Regions from separate parts of the Drosophila melanogaster genome. Here region 2 is linked to region 1. A link is a contact called in public Hi-C data. All regions are on one chromosome and are shown on one strand. The core of a region is the stretch at or near the end of the contact, and the rest is flanking DNA. Distances in the headings are between cores, read along the strand shown.

Evidence for each region. Hi-C and Micro-C count contacts between places; a contact is called where the count stands out from the background.
Region 2: a Hi-C map of the Kc167 cell line shows a contact between it and region 1, with 2.1 times the contacts expected there. A contact is called at or near these places in 8 of 107 Hi-C or Micro-C datasets (the Kc167 cell line, the Ras3 cell line, the S2 cell line and 2 more).

The regions. Positions count from the first base shown.
Region 1 is chr3R:7,625,900-7,629,301 of dm6, forward strand. It overlaps lncRNA:CR44332 (long non-coding RNA:CR44332), which reads right to left and starts at 1,391. Exons shown (of 1, transcript NR_125101.1): 1 at 983-1,391. All of the region lies in intron 1 of Nlg3 (Neuroligin 3), which reads right to left.
Region 2 is chr3R:7,882,642-7,885,799 of dm6, forward strand. lncRNA:CR46127 (long non-coding RNA:CR46127) reads right to left here and starts at 1,800. Exons shown (of 1, transcript NR_133360.1): 1 at 1,052-1,800. The region is part of intron 2 of CG17816; the gene reads right to left.

The DNA.
Region 1 (3,402 bases), core at 141-2,640:
TTTTGTCTGGATTTTCTTCAAGCCCGAAAGAAATAGCATTACATTCGAGATTTCAGTACACTTTGCTCGTAGCTCGTAGAGATTTCATGATTTTTTAATGTTCACCTTTTTAGTACAATATTTCTGTGTGCCGTTCGAGGGTCAAGCAGGCGAATTGACTTGACTTTTATGGCGATCGCAAAAGGGACTTTAATGTGTTTTATGCTCCTTGCCCAAATGCGAAAGCAAACTTCTGCTGTCCTTCACATAAATCGCCTTGAAACACAGCCGGAAAGTCCGATGGAATCATGCGTGAGCGCACATCAAATGAGCAACAAACGATATTTTCTACTTTCGGAATTTATGCCAGGACTTCACGGCATGTGTGTGGCAGGGAATAGAGCAGGCCTTGGGCATTGGCTTCTCGCATCCAAATCAAGTTGTCAAGTCGGAAACACTAGGACTGTATGGCAGGCACGCAGTCAAATGAGCTGGCATAAATCCTCGCCGCTGGCCAAATATTGATCGACCGACGTGCTTGAGGTACATACCCTCTCCCAGCCTTTCAGAAAGTCAGCTCGCAGCGTTAGTTTGTCGCCCTCGCCTCTGCTGACAATCTGTCAGGTGCCACTTAACATAAAGGTGGGGTAAGCCGAATAGAGGCGAATGCGGATGCGGGTGCGGATGGTGTTTACCTTTGCCTTTCAGCATGCACGCAAATCCTCCGAAGCAATCAATTTGTTTTTATTGAATTTCATTTTGAGTACGCATGACGCAGCTGACAAGTGCACAGGAAACGGTTTTGGAACCGACTGATAATAATAAAATTGATTTTTAAAAAGGGTTTGACCAGATCTGTCTGTTAAAATAATGTCTGTTAAAATAATCATAAAGCTCCCTTAGAATTATTTACAAATGTTTATTTTTGAATAAAAAATATTTTTATATGGTTTCTTAGAAAAAAAAAATGGGAATCCTTCCATTTCCTATTTTTTTTTTTTTTGTGTACAGCAGCTTAAGACTTACTACCACCTGCATCGTATCCTGCCGGGCTACGTGGCGTATGAGTGACGTATGGCCAAGCATTTGTTATGGCTCAGCCATCGTCTAAGTGTGAGTGAGTGTGTCTCTGTGTGGGTGCCAGTAAGTGTCCGTTAGTTTGCTCTTCCTGCCATCCATGTAACATTTTTTATTGCTCGCTTCCTGCTGGTCAGGGCAATCTCGTGTGTCTGTCCGTGTGAGCTGGCTGTCAAAATTTATACTTCTCAAATTTCCAGCACAAAAGTAACGTTGAGTACACATAGGTCGCCGTCTGGCTTCAAGAGTCCTGGGATAGCTGTTTACGTGAAAGGACTGTTCCGTATAACAACACATTTAACGGGGACCGACTGAAAGTCATATCTATATACTATAAATGAAACCACAATGATAATAATAATGAAATGTAGTACAAAATATTAATTCACAAGGCGGGTGGCTAAAGTCTTAAAATGTTCTCATTCCAAGTAAGAAACACTGCTTTAAATATTCCTGTACGTATAGACAAACCAAGTTGCAAATACTGGGTGTTTCCAAATCGAAATCCTAAAACAAATCCATTCCTCATGTTCTACGCCTGCTTTTGGGTAGCCCATTGTTCGCCGTGTTTGTTTTTCGTTGCTCCTGCTCTCTTGGCCCATTTTTCAAATTGATGTCTATCGCTTTGGCTCCTTTTCAAAGTTTTTGGCATTTTACATGTGCTAACCAACAAAGCCCCGCCCGGGGATCGAAGGGGATTTTAGGGGAGAATTGTTTCTGTGGACTACTGAGTGGTGGATGTGGCTCGAGTGCTGGCTTTGCCGTTGATTGTTATCTGGTGGCCATCCCAGAAAGAGCAAGCCGTACAAGTGGCACGAATCAAAACCATATTGATAGTGGTCTGTTTCTCTTTGAATTGTTTATTTAAAAAAAAAATAAAAACGGGTGCTCGCTACGCTTTCTCCCGCGTTCTTTGAGTAATGCGATCTAGAAATAAACAATTTTGTATCACGCAATGCAGCTCTCATTTATAATCAGTGTCATTCAACGGAAACTCGATTATTATTGATTGCTTGCCATTTAGCCGAAATTCAATTTATGAATTCAATTTCGCTTGGCTATCAATTGTCCAAATCCAACCCTGACCTGGCCAACTAAATCAAGCTTGTGTGCAAATTGGCGTTAAATATTATTTTAAGTGGGACACATTTGGGCTTGAAGTGATAACACATTCTTTGCTCTCAAAGTACCATGAGAAATGTTAATGCAAGCCCTTATGATGCGTTTCGATTGAAATCTCATTTTCTAGTCAGCTATTTACCAACTGTGTTGGCTAGACATTAAAAATGTCATTATAAAATAATATTATTAGAGCGGTAAAAGATTGTTTTAATTTCTTAGTAAAATAAACTAAAGAACTAAAGTGGTTTTAAAGACATTGATTTTTTTACTTTCACGCAGGGAAGATACACACCAACTTTTATGAAATCTAGCAACCGCCAGAGCAAAAATTCGAAAAGGAGCATAATTCTGAGGGTGGGCGTGTGCGAACTTAAAATATATTGTTGTTGAGGGTCGCGTACAATTTGTTTTTAGGCGTTTCCTTTAGTCCGTCCTCCCTTCGTCCTGCTGCCCATGCTTGCAATTATTATAAAATGGCGCACAGCATCAAGGACAATGGCGGCAGAAGGAAGAAATGTGGCGCGCTCCTTGGAGACTCATTTTCAAGTACTGGGTCGCTCAAGTGGGTCAGCCCAAGTGGTTTAGGAAAGTGGAGGATGTGGGCCGGCAGTTCAAGGATTTTATTGTTGCCAGCATGTAATTGAATGCAATGAAATTACGCAGCCTCCTACCGGGACTCTCAGTTTTCTTACTGTGCTACTATTTGTATGCAGAATTTAATTGCATTTGTTGTCTCCGTGCCGCTTGAATTTCAGTTTGCTGGCATTTTCCGAGCTTGCAACTCAATTGGTTAAATTTATGCATTTTGATGTCCATAAAAAGCCCTTAACTGTTCTTCAATGATTATACTCACATTTAGTAGGGATTAATACTCAAATTCTGTTCAAGGACTCTTTTAGCTATTATCGATTGAGTTTCACCTTGTAAGATCAAATAAATAAATACTATGTTTAAACACGATCTTATTATATCTTTCAAATTATAAAATGGTATAATTTGTATCCAAGAAGAGATAATTATCTATAAAATGTCTCATTTCATTGTTTTAAACCGGCCGAGAGTGTATTCAAATCATTTCACTATAAGCTATGCTTCAAACTCTCACTCTGTCCTAAAACTTTACTATTGTAGTTTTGTTCTAATGCAAAGAGCTAAAACAACAGATTGCCCCAAACATGTGCCAAGTAAGCACAACCCCCGAACTCATGTTTATATAATTTTCAC
Region 2 (3,158 bases), core at 550-3,049, 260 kb after region 1:
CTGAAAACAACACAAGTCCGGAAAATGGAAAAAAAAGAAGGAAAATCTCTCATGCGACATGTGCTTCGCCCACTGCCAGCCGCTCAAATGTTAAACCAGTCAGTCAGTTTTTTGTGTACACGTCAGCACAATTCAGAACAGTTTTCCAGTACAATTTCATATAAACGGAAAACAAGTTTCATTTTACAGAAGAGTATTTTTCATTTTTGATTTCACACCAACCACCTCCGAACACTTGACCTCAAGTAATTAGAAAACTTTTCACCCGGCTGCAGCTCCTCCACCAAATCCATGGAGATGAACATCGGTTTTCAACAATCGCCAAAAAGACAAAACAAAAAAGTTCCTTCTCCCTGGGCTCCTGGGCCGCAGTGGGTTGAGTTTTCCTCTGGTTTCCCCATTTTCAGTTCTGGCCATTGAGCCGAGTGTTGTGGGAAGACAGCGGCAGAGAAGTGCAAATTGCCCTCGTTAGATGCAATAAGAAGGGTTTTCCGCAGAAGAAGGAAATAAAAGTTCAAAGTTCTCAATTATTATAATACCCTTCAAGGGTAGGGAAACCAATACCCTTGATATCAAAGCTTAACAGGATTCACAAGGAATATTAAGGTTTCCTTCATTTATCTCACAATCTGCGTTGATGAGCGTAACAAATCATATTTTATAAATAATATAATAGTTGTTAAAAATGCATACGTCTAAGCTCTGAGTCCTTAAATAATTATTTGCAAGTATAATTGTTGGCACATCCTGCATTCTACAAAACATATAAGTTCTAATCCACAGTCAGCTCGCAGAAAATGTGTCAAGACAAACTTAGAAACACGGCAAAGAGTGGAAACTATGTTGTGCATGGAAGTGGCCAACTCCTGGCAGTTTTCTGCATCCAGAAGATAGCCGAGCAACAAAGGCAGCCGCCTCGCGTTCTACACAATCCAGCGGAAGACATTGCGGATGGTTATAGATGGAGGAAACAATAGTCCGGATATAGCTGCGAGTGTCAGTGGGAGATAACTCGGCATAAGTTAAGTGAACGTACACAGAGAACAATTTTATATTTAATTCACTCCACAAAAAACTCTCAAGCTGTAACAAAAAGATTTCCTATATGCATAAGTTGTAACTTAATTGTTAGAGACTCCTACTACCATCGTTTTCACAGTTTTAATCACATGTAATCCGTTCTTGAAAAAAATTGCTTTTCAATATGGTATTTCCGCCTTATTCGTTTGATATCTCTTTCAGTGTACGTCGGGGCGACGCCCAGTTGACTGCAAGGATTTGCCGAATCGCACTGGATCGATCCGAGGAGTGACTAAGAATTAAGCATGGCAGTAACCATATGCAAGCTGAATCGATAAGCGTGTGGCATGCAACCGACGTCCGATTGGCGACACTTAGCCGGCACTTGTTGTTGCCGCCGGGCAGGAAGATGGGTGCATGGGTAGCTCGCTGGGTGGCAAGTGGGTGGTAAGTAGGCGTGGGAATGGGCGGTGAAGGTGCCGCCATAAAAGTTTGACTACTCTGCGCTGATGTAATACCGCAAGACAATTTGCTTCGAACGTCATATGGCTGAACAAGCAGCGGGAAGCAACAACAAAAAACCCAAGCAAAAGCCGGCTAAAAGGCGCTCTCCTCGCTCCCTCTTACTTTCTCTCAGCGCCCGCTTTCTTCGAATCCCTATCTCTCTCCTCCCATTTCTCTCTCAGCTGCACATGCGCGAGGTCGTGGAATGACGGCATGTTGTACCCTTCAATTTGTGCGCAATGTGACAGTTTTTCCAAAGTATACAAGAATAGTAGTTAACGCTTTAATATTTTGAAAATATTTTCAATGGACTTCAGGTTTATTTCTTACATACTAGAACCTAATCGTTCACTTTTTAATTGATTTGATTTATCCATTTATATAACAAGAGTGTTTCCACTGAAAACCAAGTGTCGGAAACGCATCTCCTACAATCCACAATCTTATATGTATATTTTCACGGCAAAATGATGAATCAGCTGTTTTGCACAGCGACTGGAATTCGACGCTGGAAGGCTAGAGAGCCAGTTCTTCTTCGGTCTTCCGTCTCCGACGGAGTAGGTGCCCGTGTCCGCGTCCGGGTCCGAACCGGAATTAAAATCCGGGTGCTATAAGGCACCCCGGCCGGCCACAGCTGTGGGCCCAAACAAGCCACAAGCCATATGCTATTGATTTTCTGTGCCTTTTCTGCCTTGTTACCCATTTTTCTTTCCTTTTGACTTGGTGCCGTGTTTCTCTTTGTATTTCATTTTATTTTTTGTGGGCTGTTACTTTACGGTGACGCGATTGGTGTCGGGCGTAATGCAAGTTAATTTATTCGCTGCCAGCGAATTTTAGTTATTTACTTTGGGACTCCATATATATTCGCTCTACATTGTCTGAAATAAGCTGAGAAATATTGCATGTCTCTGGACAAACGAGTTGTGACGACACTCCAAGGATTGCGGACGTAAGGTGATATTGATCAACATTATGAAAGCTGGTAAAAAAAAATGTGGCCAAGGGAAAATCAGTTAGGTGAAAGAGTTCAAGGAATTCCCGCATGACATTAATTGAACCGAAATCTAGTCGAGTCAAACTAGAAATAATTAAACAGGACTTTAATTTTGTGTTTATGATTGGACAATTAAGAAAATAAATAATCAGTTAATATTTGAATTGTAATTGAAGGTAAATCCCAATTTCCCAAAAATACCATACCCTTGCGTAATTAATTAAAATTTGAATTGCAATTTTGGGAGTTATTCACCTCATATTTCACCATAAATTTCTGATTCGGTCCCCTGAGTCTGATTTAACCCTCCAATTTAATTCCGAATATGGAATGTTAAAGTCCCCACACATTAAAAATTCACCCTAATCCCGCAATTCTTCAAAACAAGTCATAATTCAAGCCAAGTCACCCCATTTTCGACTGCAGCCCTTTCACTTGTCGCCCGCAAGTATGCAATAAAAATCTATTATGTGTCCTGCACTCACACTCAATAACCAAAGAACTTTTATCCGTAAAAAAATATAACTTAACTGCTTTTGGTATATTATTATGGTTTTTTTTACCGACAACAATTAGCAAATCAACTTTAATTATATAGACGCTTAACATTTCTTTTGCAGTTAGGGATATTATTTTACAA